Linked DNA regions of Mus musculus: all the other regions are linked to region 2. A link is a contact called in public ChIA-PET and HiChIP or PLAC-seq data. All regions are on one chromosome and are shown on one strand. Each heading gives the region's core, a stretch centred on a gene start, on an enhancer-like site or on the middle of the called end of the contact. The rest is flanking DNA. Distances are from core to core; before and after follow the strand shown.

Region 1 (3,304 bases), core at 465-2,964, 610 kb after region 2:
CAGGCCAGACAGGCAACAACTGCCTCAACAACTGCCTTAACAACTGCCTCTGCCTGCTAACCTAGCCCTAGTCCTGGAAGCATCTACCCTCCAGACAATCTAATCTAGGCCTAGAATATTTTCAGCCTCTAAGATTTATTGCTGAATAAACTCACCCTTTCTAGTTCGTTCTGAGATCTCTGGCTCCCTGGTTTAATTCAGCTCTCCTGGCTCAAACTCCTCTCCAAGCTGACTGATTCAATCTGGTTTCTCTGAGCTTCTCCTGAATTGTTTTGCTTGGCCTAAAATTCTGGCAATCTGTTCTAATCTTCGGGCTCCTTCTCTGGCTCATTCTGTCTTCACCTGTGTCTAACTTCTTTTCTCTCTGCAGCAACAGCCCCAGGAAAACTGCCACTTTTCTCTTCCCCTCAAGTAGCTTCCCTTTCCACTCTCTTCTCCTGAGAGCTGGGCACATCCTAGTCTGTTAAATCTTTCTGTGATTTGCCTTAGTTCTCAGGGTTCACAGTGTGATCAAATATCCCGCAACACCCAATAAAAATGAATGTGCAGTTGATACAGATAACTTAGACGGTCTCCATAGAAGTATACTGAGGGAGCCAGGCAGTGGTGGTGCATGACTTTAGTCCCAGCACTTAGGAGGCAGAGGCAGGAGGATCTCTGTGAGTTCCAGGACAGCCTGCCCTACAGAGAACGTTCCAGGACAGCTAGGGCTAAAGGAAGAAACCCTGTCTTAGAAAAAAAAGAAAAAAACAAAACAAAAAACAATAACAACAACAAAGTAGAATTATACCAGGGGAGGGGTGGTCATAAACATTGAAGGAGAAGAGACAGTGAATGGCATGGCTCGGCCGGGAAAAGCCACCAGGTAGCAAGCCTGACAACATGAGTTCCATCCTTGAGGTTCACATGGTGGAACAAGAGAATGGACTCCTGCAAGTTGTCCTCTGACTACCACAGGCACGCAAGCAAACAAATAAAATAAGTAAATAAATAAACAAATAATGTGATTTTTAAAAGGTTTATTAAAAGCTGGAGAATGGATGCTTTCTTGAAGTGACAGAATTATAGAAGTAAAGACTAGTCAGGGGTGATGGGTGGAGGTAGATGAGGAAAAGGGGAAAGAGGGCCTGGTTGTAAAAGGGCAACCTGAGGGATTCTGGTAGCCATGGAAACTGACTTTATAAATCCTTCATCCTGCTCAGTATCCTGCTTTCGAGTATACTGTGTGGTTTGTGGTTTCTCAAGATGGCATGCAGGGAGGAGGGAGAAACCTGGGTAAAGGCTAGCCACACCTACTCTAGAAAGAACCACTACAGTAAGGGGTGCCACGCTGCACATGACCCTGCAGCCCTCTCAAAGAGGATAAGAGAGTTGATTTTGAAGTCAAGTGTGAGTGGTACTGGCTCAGGAACACAGGCTCATTGCTCTCAACAGTCTGTGTTTCATCATGGAAGCAATCTCATGAAGTTTTTAATAGTAATGGAACAAAGCAAGTTGGTCACAAATGAAGGTGCTTTCAAATGCCTGGGGCAAACAGCAGGAGAGCTGCAGCGGGGAAACGGGCACCTCCTGCTGTGGCATTCCTAGCTGAGTGGGAAGCACACACTTGGTACATTCCAGAAGACTTACTTAATGGTCACTAAGACCTTAGGTCCGGCCTCCAGCAGTTCAAAACCAGTTCCAGGAAGTGGGGGGTGAGGGAGGGGATGGGGGGGGGACTGAAATTAGTCAAAGATAATTTGGCTCTGGACTTGCAAAACTCCAACTATCTGTGATCACAGTGTTCTAGTCAGTCAACTAGACTTGCAGAAGGTTCATTCAAAGCTACAGCTTCCTAAGAACTTTTGTGGACAGAAGTTTCATTTAAATGCTTTAATAGGCCAGGAGATGGCTGAATTAAGAGCATGCGTGGCTCCTGCAGGGGACTGAGTTCAATTCCCAGGACCCACATGGTGGCTCACAACCATCTGTGACTCCAGGCTCATAAGTCTGACCCCTTCTTCAGACCCCAACCAGTACATACATGGTACACAGATGTACATGCAGGCCAATTCTCTTTCTCTCTTTCACACATTGTATTTATTTTTATATTTTGAGGCTTTATTTTTGCTTTATATGTATCAGTGTTTTGTTTGCATATATCTGTGTACCAAATGCATGGAGTGCCCAGGGGGGGCCACAAGAGGGCATTGGATCCCCTGGAACTGGAGTTATAAACAGTTGTTAGCTGCCATGTGGGTGCTGGGAATCGAACTCAGGTCCTCTGCAAGAGCAACAAGTACTCTTGACCCTACACCATCTCTCTAGCTCCATTCGTGCACATTTTAACAAATACACAGAACATAAATCTCAGCCATTTTTAGGGAGCAAGTCAATAATGTTAATATTTTTATTGTAGGGGCTGGAGAGATGGCTCAGCAGGTAAGAGTACTGCCTGTTCTTCCAGAGGTCATGAGTTCAATTTCCAGCACACATGGTGGCTCACAACCATCTGTAATGGAATCCAATGTCCTCTTCTGGTGTGTCTGAAGACAGTAACAGTGTACTCACATACATAAAATAAGTATTTTTAAGAAATATATTAATATTATAGCCTAATACTTGAAATACTTTATTTTGTGAAAATTGAGACTCGGAACCCATTAAACAACTCTACATTTCTCATTCTCCACACCTAGTAACACTAATTCCACACTCTGACTCTCATATAAGTGTATCTTACACATGGTGTTGAGCTCTTTGTGGCTTATTTCATTTAACATAATGTCATTCATATTGGACCCAGTGTCAGGCTTTCCTTTGTGTGTGTGTGTGTGTGTGTGTGTGTGTGTGTGTGTGTTTTATTTATGTGTACGTTGCATGTGTCCATTTGGTTGTGTGGACATTGCTTGCATACAGTGAGTGCCCTCTGTGGCTAAAAGAGGGTGTCTGATCTTTTGGAACTGGAGCTAGGTAGACTATAAGCTTCCTGATACAGGTTCTAGAAACAGAACCCCTATCTTCTGCAAGAGCAGCAAGGGTTGAGCCATTTCTCCAGCACCCATTTTTCTTCTTCTTCTTCTTCTTCTTCTTCTTCTTCTTCTTCTTCTTCTTCTTCTTCCTTCTTCAAGATTTATTTTTAAGCTGGCACACACCTTTAATTCCAGCACTGGGGAGACAGAGGCAGGCAGAGCTGTATTCAAAGCCATCCTGGTCTACAGAGTCAGTTCTAGGACAGCCAGGGATACACAGAGAAACCCTGTCTTGAAAAAAAAAGAAGGGGATGGGGTGGTATTTTTAAGTATGTGCATCTGTGTGTGGGTAT
Region 2 (3,192 bases), core at 598-3,097:
CAGATGTGAGACCACTACCCGCTGCCAGGGGGCGCCCTTCACACAAATCACCTGGAGAGGCTAGCTCTCCTGGGGTGGCCAGACTGCAGGGGGCATCGTGGGATGAGGTCAGTCACCCATGGGAGGGGCTGGAGAACAGACTCAGGATCTATCTGGCAAATAACTTTAGGCCTCACAGAAGTGCAGGCCGGAAGCTTCTTCCTGCCACTGGGACACTCCTCAGCCTGTGCTGGGATGGACTGGAAGATGCAGGAGATGCCCGTGTAGATAGGGAGGGCTGGGCCTGAGCGGTGGCACATACAAGTCTCTCTCAAGCTGGCTGGTGACTGGGTACAGTGATGCTGAGCCACGAAAGCCGTGAGTGGGTCACGGTGACAGGCCTGGAGTCCAGACTGCATCACACAGACTTCCGGAGCTGCTGGCTTGTTTCCCACGCAGCTGGTTTTCCTGGGAGGCCGGTCCTGTAGACTCAGTCCCTGGCCAGCATGACCTCCCACAGCTGGGCCCTTCCTCCTGTGCTTGGTCACATGGTGCAGGCCAGAGGGGCTCCAGGGGAGGAAAGGCCACCAGGAAGAGTTTGCTGAGGGACTGGGCTGGGGGGCCGGGGAAGAGCTCGCTTTGGCCCAGGCATGGACAGGCAGAGACGGACGTTCATGGGTGGCTATTCAGTATCACTGGTCACCCAGCCCTTTCTGACAGTGGGAATCTAGGCTGGCTCCTATCCTGACGGACAATTCCCACTTCCTCCTGGGCACTGAGCCGACCCTAACATCAGCCCTCCCTCAGCACCAGGGCTCCAGAAGGACCCAGATTTCCGCTGGCCCGAGCTTTAGCAAACCAGTGCCTGGAACAGCTCCGAAAAGCACTTTGTTTGACTTGTTTATTTAGAAACAAGAGTCTCACGTAGCCCAGGCTGACCTCAAACTCACTCTGGAGTCAAGCATCAGCCTGAGTTTCTGTCCTCCTGCTTACACTTCCCCAATGCTCAGACTACGGGCGGGCGGGGACCACCGCACTCAGTTTATACAGCGCTGGGGTCTGAGCCCAAGGGTCTTTTGCATGGGAGCAAGCATTCTACCAACCAAACCACACTCAGCCAGAAAACTCGCTGGTACAAAGTGGTTTCCAGCAACACCTCTCACCAGACTCTTCCCAGAGGCTTAGGAGGGAGGAAGACGCCAGCAACCCATTTTATAGACACATCAACTGAGTCATACAGAGACTTCCCAAAGCTAAGTGCTACAGAGTCAGCAGAAAACACAGCAGGCAGAGGATAGCTCTGATCCTGTATCAGGGTCGAAGACAGCCCTGGGAATATGGGGCGGGGCACAGAAGAAGGTTCTAAACAAAGCAGGAGGCACAGAGGAGTGAAGATCACCAGTGCAGTAATTGGCCTCACAGCACAGCAGCATCTGCGTGTCCAATTGGCGAATCCAAGTAAGGCCAACGGTCCCCTGTATCTCTGCCTCCTGCCAGCTCTCCCGAGGGACCACAGAAGTGAGGCTCTCACTTTATGGAGTATCCAGAGACCCCTCCTGTTGGGCCAAGGAGGCTAAGCAGAGGCCACCACCCCCTCATGCACTACGGAAACCACAGGTCTCTTCCTTCACCTGCCAGCTGAGGCTCGGAGGCAAACACTCTAAGCTGTGTGGCCTGGAGCCAGTGGTTCCCTCTCTCTGCGCCTCCTCTTCAACACTAACCCAGCACTTGGAACATGTAAGAACGAACACAGCAAGGATCCAGAATTAATGAACTATTAATGCGGCCGGGAGTTAAGAGGACAGCCTCCAGAGCTGTCCCTAAAATGGAAACAAATCTCTCGACTCCAAGCAGGGCAGAATGGAGCCAAGGGCAGCCTCCCGGGCCAGCTTCTCCTGGGCTGAGCCGGGCTCGGGCCCTCAGCCACCCTCCTGATGATGTCATGCTGGCACCTGCTTCTACAACACATGTTTGGACTTTCCAGCTTGTTTGCCCCTCCCCACCGACCTTCCCCCACTCTTTCTTACTCATTCTTTCCCTTCATTGCTGTTCAAAAAAAAATCTCAGAGGCCAAATGTGTCAGCTGGCTCCCTGGAAGAGTGTCTGTAGCCAGGATGAAGGGCTATGAGTGGCAGGAGAGTCTTGAGATGCAGAGACTGGGAGAACCTTGAGATGGGTTACCGGAAACAGCCAGGGTCCACCTGGATGCTCACACAGCCTCCCCGACACCGGTCCTCTATTTAGGGGCTATAATTCCTCTGTGTGCGTGAGTGAAGGCCAGAGAGTAATCTGACAGTCTGATGTGTCATTCCTCAGAGCACCATCAGGTAGTTTGTTTTTAAAGACAAAGATTGGCGTGGGGTTCACCACGTAGGCTGGGCTGGCCAGCCATTGAATCCCAAGGACCTGCTTGTGTCTGCCTCCCCGCCACCAGCATGCTTGACTTTCTACTTGGGTTCGAGGCATGATTCTTAGGTCCTCATGCTTGCTATTGAGGAATCCCACCATGTGTTCACCAGCCTAGCACAGAGGCTGCGTGCTGGTGCAAGACCGTCCTCCCGAGTGGTCCCCAGATGGGAGGCAGGAGAGGGACGAGTGGCCTGTTCCTGCTAACAGCTTGTTGGACATGTAGAATAACCTTTATTCTGGTTTTCCACCTGGCACTGGGCCAGAGGATAAGGGGAGGCTGGGAGGTAAGCAGGGCCAGGAGACAGGAGACCTCAGGGCACTTTCTCTGCAGACAGAGGCATCCCTGGAAACTGTTGGACAAGAGCTTTCCCCAGGAGACTGCATGCCAGCACAGAATCCAAAGCCACACAGAGGAAGCCAGGAGGGCAGATGACATCCTTATACTGTGGGCTGCAGGCAGGTGGCTGAAGTTCTCTGAGCCTTGACTCCCTGATCTGGAAGATGACTGGGGTCAGAGGTCAGTGCCCCTTTCCCAGGTCCAGCTTCATGGGCCTCACCATCCTACCCATCAGTGCCAGGCCCTATGTCAGGACAGACATTTTCTAAACTCTCCAGGCCTCTTTCTCTCACCGCAGCTTGGCCCACCTCAACCCCTCCACCCACAGCTCTGAGGGTTGCTCAGGGCCAGAACCTAGAAATGAAAAGACAAGGCCAGGAGTTCCCCTCCCAGTCCCCTGGGCCACATCGGCTGGCTGACCTCCCAGGAAGCAGGACACAGGCTACTGTCCTGGCTGCCCTGTCTGG
Region 3 (3,007 bases), core at 313-2,812, 740 kb after region 2:
CTCTGTGCTCATGGCAACTGTCTGATCAAGATGCGGTTACTGACCTTGGCGTTCAAAAACACTATTTCTGGGGAACCTTTGATTGCCTAGAATGTTGAGTGAATAGAGCACTAGCCTGCCTCAGTCCAGCACCGACCTACCAAGGGCCGCCTTCCACTGCTAGAAGCAAGAGGGCTTCTGTATCCCTGAAAACTGTCAATAGTGGGACTCCAGCCTGACCTGCTGTCCCCTGCTGCTGGGAATGCTGACTCATGAATCAGGGCCAAGAGCGATTCCTTGGGAAGCCTGAGCTCTGCCTCAGTCCCTTCCTCCCTCTGGCCTGTGGTCTGTTTTCTGCTTCAGGACATGCAAGGTGTTTCGTGCCTTCCCTGCTTCATTGATGGCCTTGCTTTTTCCTTTCTCATTTTTGTTTGATCAAGAACTTTCTCTTTTATTATTTTACACAACATTGGGCCTCATGGAATTCCCTGGAACCTATTTGGGGCCCACGTTTTTTAAAAAGAAGTACAAGTATCATGTGTAATGTGAATGACTGTGGACACGTGACAGTGTCAGCTGCCTCTGTGATCCCCTCAGAGTGGGAGTCAGGACAGTTGTGGGTTTCTCCCAGAACAACATGATCTAAACTCCTGTTAGGTCCGTGGGAACTTTGAGACCCTGGTCTGTGACTAGCCTCTTTCTTGGGACTGCTAATCAGGCCTGACAGTCTAAAGTGAGGAAATGGCCCTTGGGAAGGTGTAAGAGCATCCAGCTCAGGCGCTGTCACTGTCCTTTCTCAGTAGGAGTTTGGTAGTTTTGATTAGCTCCTTCCTCAGACTTTGTCTAATGGCCTGGGGTAGGGGGGTCAGGAAGGGAAGGGGGCAGTGGTGGAGATGTACGTCAGTGCTGCAGCAGCCCCAGTGCTGCAGCAGCCCCGGAACATTCTTTTGCTGAGCAGTAGTGCCCTTTAGAACCCCTCCGGACCTGACATCTCAGCCTGCCCCGGGGTCTGTTAGGAACCACCCGATGTGTGGTTGGCTATATGGGGAAGAGCCAAGTGCTTACTGGAATTTTTTTGTAGATCAGAGTAAAATTGAATCACATTAATGGCTGTCTGAATTTATCTGTTCCAAGGTTATTTGTCCTTCAACTCAGGGTGACCGTGTTGAATGAAGCCTTGGTCACGTGTGTCCAGGTTGTCAGAGTCCTCCACATAACCGGTGGCGTTCTTCCAGGGGAGGATAAGTCAAAGCAAGATTTCATGATTTAATTGACCTTTGGTCTTCCGTCTGGCCCCTCACAGTGGGGAGGGGCTCCGCCCCTCCCTTCCAAGGACCCCGTGGGCAGTAACTGTGAGATGGCTCCCCTTAGGGGTTAGATCTCGCTGGTTGTGTATGTGACTGGGCAGTCAGTTTGCTTGCCTGTTTTGAAAGACTGCAGCAGCAGCATTTGCTGTTCTACAGCTGGGCCACGGGACTGAGACACTTGCTTTGTCATTTTTGGCTCAAGCTGATAGCAGCCACATCTGGGGGACAGTCTGACTATGGCAATTTAAAGGTTTTTTTAAAAAAAATAAGATGCTGAGTCATCTGAGAGGCTGGGGAGAGCCAGTCAGCCCTACCCAACCAGAAAGCTGAAGATGGGCTAGCACGGACAGATTTCCTGCAGGCTCCTTCAGAGAAAGCCTCCTTCGTTTGCATACTGCAGCTAGAGCCTGGGTTCTGGCAGTCCTTCTGCCTGGCTCATCTCTGAGCCGCTTGTGAGAGCCTCGACTGGGATGTATGTGCAGGGTTTCTGAAGCAGCCTGGATGGCCTTCTCACCCAGTGCGTTTGCTGGCCCCTGAAGGGAAGTTCTACAGGAACACAACTGTCTGTCTCCTAGAACATCAGGCTTGGCGTATGCGGTGCTAGAGGCGTCCTGGATTTGTCTGCTTCTGCTTCATGTCTTAAGGGGCATAGAGGGCCCTGAAGGTTGATGACATCATCTTCTGGCCAGGGAGGAGAGCTTCTCCTGGCCTCGGGGACATCCCAGTCCTGGGCTGGTGGAATTGGTTGTCTGCCTCCCATTTCCTCATGACCCCTCACCTTTGGCCTTCCATCTGGCCTGTCACACTGCATATGATGGCTCCCCGGAGGTTGTAAGTGACTAGGAAATTTCTGGTCACCATATTTGCTGACTGTCTTAGTCACTGGACCTTTGATGCTATTTAATGCAGACAACTCAGCTCTCTTATTTTTGACATTTATTTTGTGTTTATATGTTTGTGGGCACATGTGTGCCATGAAAAGCATTTGAAGGTCAGAGAACACCTTGTGAGTTCTCTTCTACCTTACATGTTAGAAATCGGACTCTAAGGTTGTCAGACTCGGCAGCAAGCCCCTTTACACCTTGAGCCATCTCCGCAGCCTGAGCACCCACGCCCTAAGGCTTTATCTTAAAGGAATTGGGTTCTTCCCTTTATATCTGACTTACCTTTTTTTTTCTTTTTTTCTTCTCATTTTCTTCCCTAGAAGCCTTGCTCAGCCTCTCCTTCCCTCCCCTCGGCTCCCGTTTCCTCTTTTCTCTCCCTCCCTGGGTTCTGAGCACGTGTGGTACCTGCACCTGGATGAGTGCCTGCCACGGCTGCATCACTGTCCTCGTTGCCTGGTGTACATTCTACCAAGCCATCTAGCACCTCAGACTTCGTGGTGTAGCCTTGTGCTATGACTGCCCTCCCCTCCCCAGGTCTGTGGGATTCAAAACACGCCCCCGACTTTTTAATAGGAAAACATTGCAGACGTCCAGAAAAGCTGAAGAAGTAGACCACTGATAACTAATTGCCAGCCACCGTGAGTCAGCAACCTTTGTCACTCTGCCATCTGGCTTCGTCTGTGTATGTGAAAGTGAGTCCTTGGAAGCCACTTGTGAGTTAGGTGCAGACACGATGGCAGTGCACCCTGAGTGCTAAAGCTCGCAGCTTCTGACAGTCAGAATGCTGCCACTGCTAGGAGGTCCTCTTGGACTTTGACCTCTTTGCCATCAGTGTCT
Region 4 (3,103 bases), core at 137-2,636, 560 kb before region 2:
GCCTCCCCCAACCCCACCCCGCCCCAAAGGACTGAGATTACAGGCATGAGCCACCATGCCTGCCTTTTGCAGTACTGAGGAATCAATCTAAGGATCACATGCTTACTAGCTAGGTGCTCTGTCACAGGGCTCTTGGGCATGACTTCCATGGAAGCACCTTGTCTCTCCAAGCCAATGGTATAGGAAAAAGAAAGATTTCTAGATACCTCCAAAACTCCGTTTCCCATATGTCCTAGAGAGATGGCAGACACAAACCCATACAGTCTCTTGGAGACTCTGTAACTCTAGCTCCAGGTTGTCCAGCGCCCTCTTCTGGCCCCAGTAGGTAACTACACTCATGTGTATCTACTCCCCACCCCACACATATGATTTTTAAAGTTTTAAATCTCCCCCCCCCCCCATACAGGGTCTCTGTGTAGCCTTGATTGTCCTGGAACTCTGTGGACCAGGCTGGCCTCGAATTCAGAGATCCGCCTACCTCTGCCTCCCCAGTGCTGGAATTAAAGGTGTGTGCCACCACCTCCCAGCTTTAAATTCATTTAAAAGAAGAATTTGGGGAGAGGAGAGGGGAAGGGGAGGGGGAAGGAGGAGGAGGAGGGGAGAGGAGGGAGGGGGAATGTATCCCATTTGGTAGCATGCTTGCCTAGCACTTACAAAGCCCTAAATCTAGTTCCCAGCACAGCGTAAACTGGGCATGGTGGCACACACTTGAATTCCCAAGCAGGACGGTCAGATGTTCAAGGTCAACTAGGTTACCCAGTGAGTTCAGAACTAATTTTGTTGTTTGTTTGTTTGTTTTGAGACAAGGTTTCTCTGTGTAGCCCTGGCTGTCCTGGAACTCACTTTGTAAACCAGGCTGGCCTCGAACTCAGAAATCCGCCTGCCTCTGCCTCCCAAGTGCTGTGATTAAAGGCGTGCGCCACCACTGCCCGGCCAGAACTAATTTTTAAGGAGAAAAATTAAAAAGACTCCAGTGGTTGAAAGCTACTGTTTATGGGCAACACGGTACCATACTTGATTCCTGGACTTCACATCAGTGTCTGCAGCCTGTTTCCTCGGGTGTAAAATGAGGACCGTGAGGGACTGGAGAGGTGGCTCAGAGGCATGGAACTGATTATGAAGAGAACCTGAGTTCCATTCCCAAACACCCAGGTGTTTCCCAGAGTGGCTGAGACGCTTAATTAAGTTAAATCTGCAGTGCCACGAGCAGTACCATGTACACGCTAAAATCCCCGGACCTCAGCTTTGTTTCCCACTCAGCAAAGTAAGGAACTGTCATTCCAAAATCTCCTAGCCTTTGGAACAACGGAACACAAAAACTACAACTCTCAGCATGCTGCGGGGCTCGAATAATGTATAAAACTCCAGAGAGGACTACAATTCCCATAGTGCCCCGGGCTTGCCCAGTTCAGGTCCGCGCGGGGTCAGAAGAGTCCAGTTACACGGGTTCCCCGCTGGCACGGAAGAGACTGTCCTCCGCTCCTGCGGCCGAGAAAGACGAGTGCCACAGCCATGCTATGCAGCCTGTTCCGGGCCGCCATGCTACGCAGCCTGTTCCGGGCCACGGTCCCGGGGCTCAGGGTGCCCTGGGCTCAGTGGTCTAGGAATTGGGCGGGGGTCCCAGCCCACGTGGTGGACCTACGCAGCGACACGGTGACCCGGCCAGGGCCGGCCATGAGGCGCGCTATGGCCGAAGCGGTTGTAGGAGACGATGATTACGGCGAAGACCCTACGGTCCACGGTGAGCCCGGCGAACAGGCCCGGGGCAGGGGTCGTTGCGGTGACCCCGGGACGCTGTCCGTGGTTCTGACAGGACAGCACGGACGCAGAGGGGTGCCTCGCTGACATTTGAGGACGCTCAGTGGTGCACTCTGCGTTCTTGTTCCTTCTCGGAGAGATCCCTGGTAATGCAGACTCTTGAGCTCCACAATGGACTTGGGGAGCCAGAATCTGCATTTTAACAGGACCACCTGGTGATTTCTGCCCACTGTCACCCAATTGCCCAGATGGGTGTTGTCCAGACTTGGCAAAGCAAGACCCCGAGATGGGCAGAGAGGAGTTCAAGGACCCACATCAGGAACAGGGAAGAACCAGGGTTTGAGACAGGTCTTACTACAAGGAGGGCTAACTACTCTCCTTCATTCATTGGCTGACTTCACAAAGACAAAATCAATCCAGCAAAGAAAGTGCTCGCTGCTCCTTCACAGGGGGGGGGGGGGGGTGCAGAATTTCATATCTAGGGAGTGCAGCGCGTTAAGGAGACAGCAAACCAAAGCCCACCCGGGGTCAATAGTCACTGCTAAGGTGGACCTCTAGTGCTGCTGTGTGTGCACTAGAGATCCAGAGATACACCAGAGATCACACTTGACCTTTGTGGACCCAGGGGTGATTGGGGCTGATCTAGAATCTCTTGACAACAAGATATTACCAGGAACTTCAAAGATGCTGAGCTACACTGCTCTCAGCAGGCACCTGGTGTAAACAGGTCACCACATCAAGGCTGGGAGGTCCTGGCCTCGACAGGAGTCTGAGGAGGGTGAACCAGGGGCTGGGAGGAGGAGCGAGCAGAACTCATCCCCGACCGCACACAGGGCTCAGGGAGACACGGGTATGTGTCCTCTGGGGACAGAATCTAGATCACTTTAGCACTGAGCATTGTGTCACAGACAGGAGAGCCACCATGGCCTTTACCCAGGCCATCCACTCACCCGCCAGCTGCACTCTTTGTGCCCTGCCCGCTCCCCAGAGGCTCTTCTTCCGTGGTGATGTGCAGAGGAAGTCCACAGGGAAACCACAAGGCCTCACCTGCCGGGGCTTCTGGGAAAGGGAGAAAAACAGGTGTGAGGTCTGGGTGGGAAAGGGGCTTCAAACCACAAGGGAGTTTCGGTGGCCTGGGGCGGGGACTGTGGCTCAGGAGGACTGACAGAGGGGCCTCTGGCTGTGGCACGTGGTTACCAAGATCACAGACTCCAAGCCCCACCCACAGGACCATCATTTCTCATCCGAGCAAATGTACCTTTTCGGAGAGAAGTGCTTAAGATAAGGTCTTGCTGTATAGCTCAGGCGGCCCTCCAACTCAGTTATCCTCCTGCTTCAGCAGAGT
Region 5 (3,354 bases), core at 391-2,890, 830 kb before region 2:
GCATCACAGAATCCAAACTGAGGATTGAGGTCTAGCGCTGCTTAGACCTGAGTCACTGAAACCACCTCATGTAGCGTGTACCGTTCCGGTATAGCAGCATCACTTGGTCTGTCTCCAAGACAGTTGGTACAGCTCCAGCACGTCCTTCTTCGGGGCTGCATAATGTTCCGTGTGTGTGTGTGTGTGTGTGTGTGTGTGCGCGCGCGTGTGTGTGTGTGTGTGTGCTGACTCTGCACACTAGTGTTCTCATGGTTATTATTACTTCAAGTGCTTCTTCCCTGTTTAAACAGAAGTTTGGGACTATATCATATATATGCACAGTATACAGAATATATGAGATAGAGGAAGGGCATGGATTTACTTTATTTTTCCTCTTTTCTTTCTTTCTTTCTTTCTTTCTTTTTTTTTTTTTTTTTTTCTGAGACAGGGTTTCTCTGTGTAGCCCTGGCTGCCCTGGAAGTCTGTAGACCAGGCTGGCCTTGAACTCAGAGATCCCCCTGCTTCTGCCTCCTCCGTAGTACTAGGCTTAAAGGTGTACACCACCACCTAGTCTTTTGCTTTTTGTTTTTTAAGATAGGGTCTCATGTAGCCCAGGGTATCCCTGAACTCACTCTGCAGCTTAGGCTAGACCCTTCTGATCCCTGATGCTCATGCTCCCACCTTGCAAGCACTGGGAATGCAGGTGACCCCAAGCCTATCTGGAGTCACTGGCCTTGTACACACGGTGTCCTCGGGAGAATCTGAGGGCCCCCGGGACTGTAGCTTGGGTCACACAGTCATACCAGGCATGCCTGCCGTCTCACCGGTCTCCAGCCTCTCAGCACAGGACTCTCAGGTGAGACAGGATGGAACCAAGCACTGTGGAGGGAAGTCAGAGGCTAGACCCTGAGTCCAGCATCACTTCCTCTGCATCTTGTTGTCCACAGCAAATCACAAGGCCAAGTTACATGCAAGGGACGTAGGCGCCCACCTCCTGTTGGAAGGCACCGCAGGTCTCGTGGTCGAGGTGCCTGCATCTTAACTTCTACTGTGGATCTCCTGCTTCTTGTTTTCCACTGGGAAGTTTGAGTCTCTTCTGCTTCTCAGACATGAGGCAGCTCCAAGTCTCTGATGTGCCAATGTTTCTTGGTGCCACCCCTCCCTGCTGTGTTCCCCAGGCCCCATTTATTCCTTGATCACATGGACACCCATGTGTGTGGGAGCCCAGGCTATCTCAGTAACGCCCAAAGCTCCATGCCCGCTGTCAGTCCTGAGGCCCTACCAGCTGCCCTGCCTTTCTCCTCCTTCCTGCTGTGTGCAGTCCCCCCACCCGTGTTCTGAAGGCTGCCCTCCAGCTACCTCCCTCCACTCCTCCTCCGGCACTCTGCCGTCTGTCCGCTGTGTATGCTAGCTTTCAGTTTGATGTTTGCTTCCTGTGAGAGCCTCTGTCACTTGCCCAGGAGCCTCAGTTTGGTGAGCTTGACATGGCAAACTCACATGGCCACGGCTAGGCAGATGTGCCCGGAGCAAAGCTGAAGGGATGGTGAAAGAGGCCAGAGCCTGTGGCGTGTAATCCATTGGTGTGTGCGTCACTCGGGATTTACTGAGCTGCGCTCCTGTGGAAACAGGAAAGAGATCTCAGTGTCACAGGGACACCACCTTCCTTGTGGTGCGTGCTGACGGAAGAGGAAGGGCGTTGCAGTGAGTCAGGCACAGCCACACGCCCAGTCATGTGTCACTGGTCCAGAAAATTACAGCAGCATAACAGCTCAGAGGATGAAGTGCTGTGGTCTTTACTCCCAGTAGGGAGCCCGGGTCTTTGCTGCTTCATTATTCTTTGTTTTGTGTGTGTGTGTGTGTGTGCACACGCATGCGTGTGCATGTGTATGTGTGCATGCACGCACATAGGTATACATGTGTGTGCATGGGTCTACATGTGTGTATATATGTGTATGCACAGTCTACATATGTGTATATGGGTATGCATGTGTGTGCATGGGTATACATGTGTGTTTGTGTGTGCATAGGTATATGTATGTGTACATAGGTATACATGGGTATGCATGGGTATACCTATGTAAGAACAACTTACAGTAGTCCATTTTCTCCACCATGTGGGTCCCAGAGATCAAATTCAGGTCATCAGGCTTAGTAGCAAGTGTCTATACCCATTGAACCACATCTCTGGTCGGTGGTCCGTTGTTACCCTTCTGAGACCATGCCTCCCATAGCCAGCTTCAAACTCACTGTGTGGTTGCGGATGACTCCTCCCTTCTGATCCCCTTTCCTCTTCCTCCCAAGGGATGGCTAGCCCTGTGGATGGGCTGCTAGGATGATGATAGTCACATACAAATAGCCCAGTGGATGGGCTGCTAGGATGATGATAGTCACGTACAGATAGCCCAGTGGATGGGCTGCTAGGATGATGATAGTCACATACAGATAGCCCAGTGGATGAGCTGCTGGGATGATGATAGTCATATACAGATAGCCCTGTGGATGGGCTGCTAGGATGATGATAGTCACATACAAATAGCCCAGTGGATGGGCTGCTGGGTGATAGTCACGTACAGATAGCCCAGTGGATGGGCTGCTGGGATGATGATAGTCACGTACAGATAGCCCAGTGGATGGGCTGCTGGGTGATAGTCACGTACAGATAGCCTAGTGGATGGGCTGCTGAGGCTAACAAGGCCAGAGCACATTTGAGTACTTTGCAAGCACTGTGTACTACACTGTCCTTAGAAATGCACTCTCAGAGAACGGCTGGTGACTGTCACCCTGACAAGCCTGCCTTCCAGCGTGTCTTCATTCATTGGTTCTTGAGGTGGCCACCTTGCCTCACATGTGGGGCACTTGTACAGCTAACACACTGGGTTGGTTAAGGAAGGAAGGGTGCTTTATCTGCCTCATGTTGGAGGGCACAGTCCACCTTGATGGGGAGGACATGAGGCAGCTGGTCACAGTGCAGCTGCAGGCAGGACGCATAGAGTGCTGGCAATCATCAGCTCAGTTTATTGAGTGCAAGCCCCCATCGCAGGGGATGGTACGGCCCACAGTCAGCATGGGTCTTCCCTTCCTTCCCTTCCTCTCCACATCTGATCTTACCCAGCAGGCTGAGCTGCAGTAGTTAAACCTCCCTAGAAACACGCTAGGAGACAGCCAGAGCTGTTTTTCCAGAATGAATCTAAGTCCAGTGAAGTTGATGTTGAAGATTGGCCACCATAGTGCCTCTCAGCAAGATCCTTGGAGAACTGGATTAGAGTCAGAGAAAGCAGCCTCTATGCTAGGCTTGGCTGCTTGCTGTGTGACCTCCATTGGATGATGACACTCTCTGAGAGCTAGCTCCCTTACAGGGGTGGGAGTGTTTAGATG
Region 6 (3,128 bases), core at 275-2,774, 510 kb before region 2:
GTGAGGCAGAGGGAGGCAGAGGCAGGAGGACAGCCAAGCCAGTTCCTGGATAGATAGCCAGGACTACACAGTGAGACTCTGTTTACAAATAAACAGTGTTTGGGTTATAAAGTGAAAAGTGGGGACAGTTCAGTGGCAGAGCATTTGCCTGTTGTGCTGGGTTCAATCTCTACCACCACGAGGGGAAAATGTAAGATGCCCACACTTAACACAGAAAGCCAGGAGGACACAGGTTCCTAAGCCAACACAGGAATCCTGAAGACAGTGAGTGCGTCTTCACACTGAGGCCTGGGGCTGGGCACCTTTGGCTCTCTCCAGCTGTCTCTAGCCTTGCTCTTCTCGTTGATATAATGGGGGTGCTAGACGCCCACAGGGTTGGAAGGGAGGTGTGTAAGAGAAACAATGTAAGCCCCTTGCTCAAACACAGCTGCCTCTGCCTCTTCCTGTTGAATGTTCGTCTTACATGCTATAGACCCTTCTCGTTCCGGTTGGTACCTGCTGGATGCTAGGGGCCTGGCTAGGCATCATCTTTTTTTTTTTTGTCGTCTTTTTGTTTTCTCATCTCTTGTAACTGTGTAGCTGCCTCGAGGATCAAGTGCTGAGATTACTGACATGTGCCAAAAGTCTTTTTATTTCCTCTTTAAATGTGTGTGCCTGCAGTCCCTTCTGGAGCTGGACGCTGTGAGCTGTCTTGATGTGGGTGTTGGAAATCCTCAACTCTGCGCCTCCGGAGGAGCTGTGGATGCTCAACAGCCGAGCCATTTCTCTAGCCCTCTGCCTTCATTTTTACTATTAGGATTTATGATTGATTGTATTTTAAAGTTTATTTTTTGTGTAGTCCTGGCTGACCTGGAACTCACTCTGTAGACCCGGCTGGCCTTGAACTTAAGTCACCTGCCTGCCTCTGCCTGGAATTGAATGCTTGAGCCACCCCCGAGGACACATGTTCCTAACTTTCAACAGATTCTAAGTGATGTCTGTCTGTGACCAAAACAAAGAAGCCTGTTTAATACAAGCTAACCAGTCAAGAAATCCTAGTGGAATGGTAATTAACTACAGCAAGCGCCAAAATGTGTTGTCCTGCTTTGTGTATGCCTTTGGTAACCCTTGCCGCAACCAATGGCAGACAGAGTAACCAAACAAATTCCTGAGTGAGAAGGTTTCTGGGCATGCTCGGTGTGAGCCATAGGAGTTTTAGCATGGGAATTCTGAAGCCGCTCAATACAGTCTGTCCCTGAAGGTGCCTGCCTTACTTTGCGACTCACAGCAAGGACCCCCAGCCTTGGCACCTTCCAGACTGTAGTTACAGAAACACAGAATCACACTGCACAACCTCAGAGTAAGGTCCAAACCCTAAGCCCCTTAGTTCCTGCTGGAACTTGAGTTTTCGCTGTCTTTAAAACCAGGCTAACAAGCTAAACCTGCTCTATGACGAGAAAAATGAAGAAATCTGGCGCTCAACGCTTGGAAATTTGGCTTGTGGGCATCCTAAAATTCCAGTCCCGGCTCTGGGCGGCTGCACCACACCTACCTCCGAAGACAAGTTCCTCCAGGGATTCTGGCCCGCAGAAAGGGAAGGAAACGCCATGGCCAGATCCGGAGGGGATGGTCGAGCTCCAGGCTTTTCACGTAGCTGAGAGGTGGGACGAGTCTTGTCTTCGTCCCGCCCCCTTTTGAGTTCGCGGGCAAATGCGAGCAGTAAGTCGAAATTTTTCCACCCACGGACTCTCGGTGCTAACTAAGGTTTGCACAGCAGCCATGAGCTACATCAATCTGCCCACCGTGCTGCCCAGCTCCCCCAGCAAGACTCGGGGGCAGATTCAGGTGCGGGGTCTGGAGTGGGGTCGGGTGGTGGCTGGTGCGGGGTGTACAAGGGGGAGACCCCTTAAATGACTTCTCTTCTAGGTGATTCTCGGGCCCATGTTCTCAGGGAAAAGGTAATGAATGGGCCTTCGGGGCGGTGGGCCTCCCTCTCTCTCTGCAGCCTCTCTCTCTGCAGGCCCTGGCTCTCCTCTCCCCCCTCCCCCATCTTCCCAGGAGCCTCTGACTAGGCGGCAAACGCGCTCGACCTCTGTGTGTACATTCCCGCCCAAAATTCGATTTCCTGGATTGCTGCCATCCTCCTGCCCAAGCCTTTTCTCTTGGGGAACCCTATCTTTGCTGAGGCGGACCACATGGGGGTACAATTGAAGACCCCAGCCCACATTACCCAGGAGCCCACCGAACTCTCATGTGTCCCCTGGGAGTTAGGCACCTTCTCTGACAGTTTCCTCATTCATTCCCCATGCGAGCTCTCCTAAAGCCTTGGAGCCCAATTAACTCTGAGGTGAGGGTCTAAACTCTGGGAGTCCCACCCAGAATAACAAACACACACTACTTGGGTTTTCTTTGCTTTATCTTGGGGTTAGTTTTTGTTTTTTTTTTTTTAACTCAGCGTCTTTATTTGTGGCCCAACTCAGAGATCCGCTTGCCTCTGCTGGGGTGCATCACCATACCAGGCACCTCATTATTTCTGAATGGTCTGGTGTCACCTCAATTTGTCCCTTGCCCCGAGGGTGAGGGCCAAACTCATGATCTGGGATCCAGAAGCAAGCTCTCTGGTGATTCTGTCAAAGACTTTGAAGTTCATTCATGAAAATTGAATTTTGTTCAGAACAGCATGGGGTGAACGGCTGCAGTTCCGGCTGCCCGACGCTAGGTGGTAGTGGCAGCCCGCCTTTTGCTCGGGCCTCATGTGCTCTGGTTAATTCTTGCAGCACAGAGCTGATGAGAAGAGTCCGGCGCTTCCAGATCGCCCAGTACAAGTGCCTGGTCATCAAGTATGCCAAAGACACGCGCTATAGCAACAGCTTCTCCACACATGATCGGTCAGTCCTACCCCTGAGCCTGCCCTTCGGAAACCCCTAAGCCTCGGGGCACACTGCTGCTAGCCTCTAGTGGATATGAATAAGTGCTCAAAACTTACTTAGAATAACCTGTCCCCAAGTGTCCATTGTACCCACGGAGGCTGGGAGAACCTGGGTCCCACTTGGGTAGAGGCTGCAGCCCTCTTGACTCCAGAGATATTTCCCCCCCTCTTTAGTTGGCTCTCTGCCATTAGGTAGCCGTCATCATTCTGAATTGTCTAT
Region 7 (3,044 bases), core at 238-2,737, 540 kb before region 2:
GGTGAATTCACTGGGCTCAAGGACTGAGGCCAGGGGAGTCACCATGGGAAGGTGAGAGAAAGAACACATGTAGAGAGAGAAGAAGAGAAGTCCAAAATGCCTGGATTATATAGGGTGGAGCCTCTGGGGGGAAGGGCTGCCCAGTTCCTGGGCTGGAAGTTCAGAGTTGGGGGCAAAGTATGCCAGGGAGGGAGTGAGGGATGCTGGGAGAGCCTGGAGTCCAGGTCTGCTTTGATATGTAGAATAAGCACCTCAGTTCCTACTCCTGGGGTCTGAAACCAAACAGGGGCCACTGAAATGGCCCAGGTGAGGATGCTTGCTGCCAAACCTGCTCACCTGAGCTCAATTCCAGGGACCAACACAATAAGAGAGAAGTTATCCCCCCAAGCTGTCTTGACACCAACATCCACCATGACACCCACATCCAAACATACACAAATAGAAATATAAATTAAGTAATAATAACATATTTAAAAATTTGGTTGGGCAGTGGTGCTGCACGCCTTTAATCCCAGCACTTGGGAGGCAGAGGCAGGCGGATTTCTGAGTTCGAGGCCAGCCTGGTCTACAGAGTGAGTTCCAGGACAGCCAAGGCTGCACAGACAAACCCTGTTTTAAAACAAAAACAAAACACAACAAAAAAACCTCAGGCAAAACCATGCATGTTGGCAACACTCAGGAAACCAAGGCAGAAATTGAGAATTCAAGACTAGTCTGAGCTGTATAACTGGAACACTTGAGCAAGAAGCATGCTCTTCTACTAAATACAAATGGTTTGTCCCAACTCCAGTTCAACCCAAAAGGCTCTCAATGGAAGGGGAACACCAGGAAACCCACCGAGAGTAGCCTGTGGGACTTACATCGGGTTGTCATCGGGTTCCCAGCCTTCCAATTCCTTAAAGCAGAAAAAACACTGGGCCAAATCAGGCTCGTTCTCGGTAGGGCAGTGGATGAAGCCAGCCTCCGCCATCTGAAAATGACAGCTCGTGAGCGGGATCAACAGTCTGACCTTATCCCATGATTCCCAGAGATCGTTCCGGGCCGAGAACTGAGGACAGTGGGAAGAGGCCCGGAGGCTAACAGTGGTTCAGGCAGAGGGTGGGGAGAGCGGGGGGGGGGGGTGGCCTCGTGGAGGACAGAGCAGAGCAAAGCAGCCTGGCTAACAGTACGAAGCGAGGGTGGGGATAGCGGGTTCTGATCCCGGGTCACACAACTAAGGCACCGTCGGGCCCAGGGTGGAGTCGCTGGAAGCTGGGACTCACTCGCTCTGGGGTGCAGGCGCAGTCCTCCAGGAAGGGCCAGTTCTTGAAGGTGGCGATGCGGTAGTTCTTGAGGTACAGCTGCCAGATCTGGGGCAGCGCCGGAGCTCCCATGATGGCGTCACCACAACCTCCGCCAAGACGACTCAAACGCAGGATTCAAATCGCGCGGGCGGAGGCGCGCCGCAGAGCATGCCGGGAGAGCCCCGGCCCCACGCCCTCGCCCGCTGCCTTCTGGGAGTGGACGGCGCGAGGCGAGCCGGGAAAGTCCCGCCCCACGCCCATCTGCGCCTGGCCTTGTGGGCGTGGCGGGCGCAGGGCATGCTGGGAGTTGTACCTTCTGCTGCGGTTCCTTCTTGCTATTCTGACTCGAATCTTCCGCAGCTGCTCCCCAGAGGACACGGAGGGTGGCCGAGGGCGGTGGACGGGCCTGGGGCACCTCTTTAAAGCATGTCCGCTGCAAGTCCCATGTGCTCTGCAGGTTCTTCCTGCCTCAAGGTTTGCAGGATTTGGCCAGCTAGATATCGGAATGGAAGTGCCTCGGACCCACCCACAGGCTGGTGGAGGGGCGCCCTTAGGAAGACAGGAGACCCTCCTCCCTGCAGCAGCCGCCATCCTTCCTATAGACACCCTGGGATGGAGGCGGGGTCTGTATGTCCCAGCGCTGGAAAAGAAAGTCAATGGGTGTCTATTTCTGAGACCATCGGCCTGGCTCAGACCAAAGGGAAGCAGCCATACACCGCAAGAGAGTCCAGGAGCAGAAGAAAAATACTGCTTCCTGGGTGTGACTGTTGGCTGCTGAGCCTGCCTTGCTGCGGGCCCGTTTTCAGTGTCTCTGTTCCTGTCGGGCGGCCTGTGGTTGCAGTGGCTTCTAAAGAGCTTCACACTGCAGACAGCAGGCTGGGCATGCCCCGAACACAGCCCAGGTTGGCGTTGCAAACGAGTGCCCTGATAATTCGGTTTCCTTTTCAATAAATCTCAGTAGGCTTCCTGCCAGTGGGCCTCCAATGAGCTCCAGGCCACCTCACAGATTGTGAGGAAGAACAGATCATACCACATAGGCAGCTGGAACAAGAGGGGTTTTGTCACGTCCCGAAGAAACATGGATCAAGTATCAATTCCTGTGGCTCCCCCCAGCTCTTCTCACCCTGCCCCTATCCTAAACCTCACCAGTCCAGCGTTTGAGCTTCTCTTCCCTGTATAGACCAGCCATTTCTACAGCTTGCTCCCTTGGTCTGAAACTTTCCACTTCTCTCTTGGTCCTCTTCCCTCTCTCATCTCTTCCTCTCCTCTCTCATGGCCCGGTTCAGATAGGACTCTTCCCTGTAGTGAGAATTTGAGTTTCTCTAAAAGCCCAGTTATGTTTTATGAATGTGTTTTTGTTTTAATCCCAGGTGTGGAGTAAGAGGTGGCTTCCCAGCAAATAATTAGGGTTTGCCTTGCGCAAGGGTGTGATTTTTGCCAACTTCAGGAGAGCGTTTATTGTTTGGAATTCTGGGAAGTCTTTAGAGGGTATAAATGCCTTGAGCCCTGAGAGAGACAGGGGTGCTCTGAAGAGGCTGCTCCTCCCCCTGCTGTTCCCCGTGCTCCCACTGCTTGCTGCTGCTCCTGCTCCCCGACCCTGCTGCTGCTCCACCTGCTGCTCCTGGTTACTGTTGTTGCAGTTTGTCAAATATTCATAAGCAGAGACAAGAAGTTGGATATTCTAATGATGAAGAAGACTGGACAGGCCCCAAGGAGCCCAGTATCCCAAATCAACAGGAAGTAGCCTAAAGAGGTCTACGC

Evidence for each region. ChIA-PET counts read pairs in DNA pulled down with a chosen protein or histone mark. HiChIP or PLAC-seq counts read pairs in DNA pulled down with a chosen protein or histone mark.
Region 1: a FOXA1 HiChIP or PLAC-seq map of pancreatic cancer cells shows a contact between it and region 2. The contact joins two enhancer-like sites. A contact is called at or near these places in 1 of 115 datasets of contacts at active chromatin or transcription factors (pancreatic cancer cells) and 2 of 9 other capture datasets (adipose tissue and embryonic stem cells).
Region 3: a FOXA1 HiChIP or PLAC-seq map of pancreatic cancer cells shows a contact between it and region 2. The contact joins two enhancer-like sites. A contact is called at or near these places in 4 of 115 datasets of contacts at active chromatin or transcription factors (bone marrow-derived macrophages, embryonic stem cells, large pre-B cells and 1 more).
Region 4: a contact with region 2 is called in a FOXA1 HiChIP or PLAC-seq map of pancreatic cancer cells. The contact joins the promoter of Tha1 here to the enhancer-like site in region 2. A contact is called at or near these places in 1 of 39 promoter capture datasets (hippocampal neurons), 3 of 115 datasets of contacts at active chromatin or transcription factors (memory CD8 T cells, microglia and pancreatic cancer cells) and 1 of 9 other capture datasets (embryonic stem cells).
Region 5: an RNA polymerase II ChIA-PET map of memory CD8 T cells shows a contact between it and region 2, with 13 read pairs. The contact joins two enhancer-like sites. A contact is called at or near these places in 1 of 15 datasets of contacts at CTCF or cohesin (large pre-B cells), 1 of 484 Hi-C or Micro-C datasets (CD8 T cells) and 3 of 115 datasets of contacts at active chromatin or transcription factors (memory CD8 T cells, pancreatic cancer cells and thymic regulatory T cells).
Region 6: a contact with region 2 is called in an HNF4G HiChIP or PLAC-seq map of pancreatic cancer cells. The contact joins the promoter of Tk1 here to the enhancer-like site in region 2. A contact is called at or near these places in 1 of 39 promoter capture datasets (embryonic stem cells), 1 of 15 datasets of contacts at CTCF or cohesin (large pre-B cells), 5 of 484 Hi-C or Micro-C datasets (the G1E-ER4 cell line, embryonic stem cells, liver and 1 more), 14 of 115 datasets of contacts at active chromatin or transcription factors (craniofacial prominence, double positive thymocytes, embryonic basal ganglia and 10 more) and 4 of 9 other capture datasets (adipose tissue, embryonic stem cells, liver and 1 more).
Region 7: a contact with region 2 is called in a FOXA1 HiChIP or PLAC-seq map of pancreatic cancer cells. The contact joins the promoter of Birc5 here to the enhancer-like site in region 2. A contact is called at or near these places in 1 of 39 promoter capture datasets (neural stem cells), 1 of 15 datasets of contacts at CTCF or cohesin (large pre-B cells) and 9 of 115 datasets of contacts at active chromatin or transcription factors (craniofacial prominence, embryonic basal ganglia, embryonic forebrain and 6 more).

The regions. Positions count from the first base shown.
Region 1 is chr11:116,699,736-116,703,039 of GRCm38.p6, reverse strand. No RefSeq gene overlaps it. Among named protein-coding and RNA genes, the nearest start is that of St6galnac2, 6.7 kb to the right of the region's middle. Within about 2 kb of position 1,714, at least 41 of the 459 cell types and tissues checked have an H3K27ac peak or open chromatin away from gene starts, as enhancers often do. A contact at or near this core is called in pancreatic cancer cells, where this site is marked.
Region 2 is chr11:117,310,021-117,313,212 of GRCm38.p6, reverse strand. The region is part of intron 2 of Septin9 (septin 9); the gene reads right to left. Among named protein-coding and RNA genes, the nearest start is that of Gm34065, 15 kb to the left of the region's middle. Within about 2 kb of position 1,847, at least 136 of the 459 cell types and tissues checked have an H3K27ac peak or open chromatin away from gene starts, as enhancers often do. A contact at or near this core is called in CD8 T cells, adipose tissue, double positive thymocytes and 7 more, where this site is marked.
Region 3 is chr11:116,571,881-116,574,887 of GRCm38.p6, reverse strand. The region is part of intron 1 of Ube2o (ubiquitin-conjugating enzyme E2O); the gene reads left to right. Among named protein-coding and RNA genes, the nearest start is that of Ube2o, 8.1 kb to the left of the region's middle. Within about 2 kb of position 1,562, at least 93 of the 459 cell types and tissues checked have an H3K27ac peak or open chromatin away from gene starts, as enhancers often do. A contact at or near this core is called in pancreatic cancer cells, where this site is marked.
Region 4 is chr11:117,871,809-117,874,911 of GRCm38.p6, reverse strand. It overlaps Tha1 (threonine aldolase 1), which reads left to right and starts at 1,386. Exons shown (of 7, transcript NM_027919.4): 1 at 1,386-1,741. The coding sequence starts at 1,513. It overlaps Gm11725 (a long non-coding RNA gene), which reads right to left. Exons shown (of 3, transcript XR_001780380.2): 2 at 2,709-2,817.
Region 5 is chr11:118,144,202-118,147,555 of GRCm38.p6, reverse strand. No RefSeq gene overlaps it. Among named protein-coding and RNA genes, the nearest start is that of Gm38514, 8.1 kb to the right of the region's middle. Within about 2 kb of position 1,640, at least 204 of the 459 cell types and tissues checked have an H3K27ac peak or open chromatin away from gene starts, as enhancers often do. A contact at or near this core is called in CD8 T cells, memory CD8 T cells and pancreatic cancer cells, where this site is marked.
Region 6 is chr11:117,824,410-117,827,537 of GRCm38.p6, reverse strand. It overlaps Tk1 (thymidine kinase 1), which reads left to right and starts at 1,524. Exons shown (of 7, transcript NM_009387.2): 1 at 1,524-1,824; 2 at 1,906-1,937; 3 at 2,757-2,867. The coding sequence starts at 1,759. It overlaps Afmid (arylformamidase), which reads right to left and starts at 1,619. Exons shown (of 11, transcript NM_027827.3): 1 at 1,532-1,619. The coding sequence starts at 1,588.
Region 7 is chr11:117,847,680-117,850,723 of GRCm38.p6, reverse strand. Birc5 (baculoviral IAP repeat-containing 5) reads right to left here and starts at 1,487. Exons shown (of 4, transcript NM_009689.2): 1 at 1,263-1,487; 2 at 861-970. The coding sequence starts at 1,373.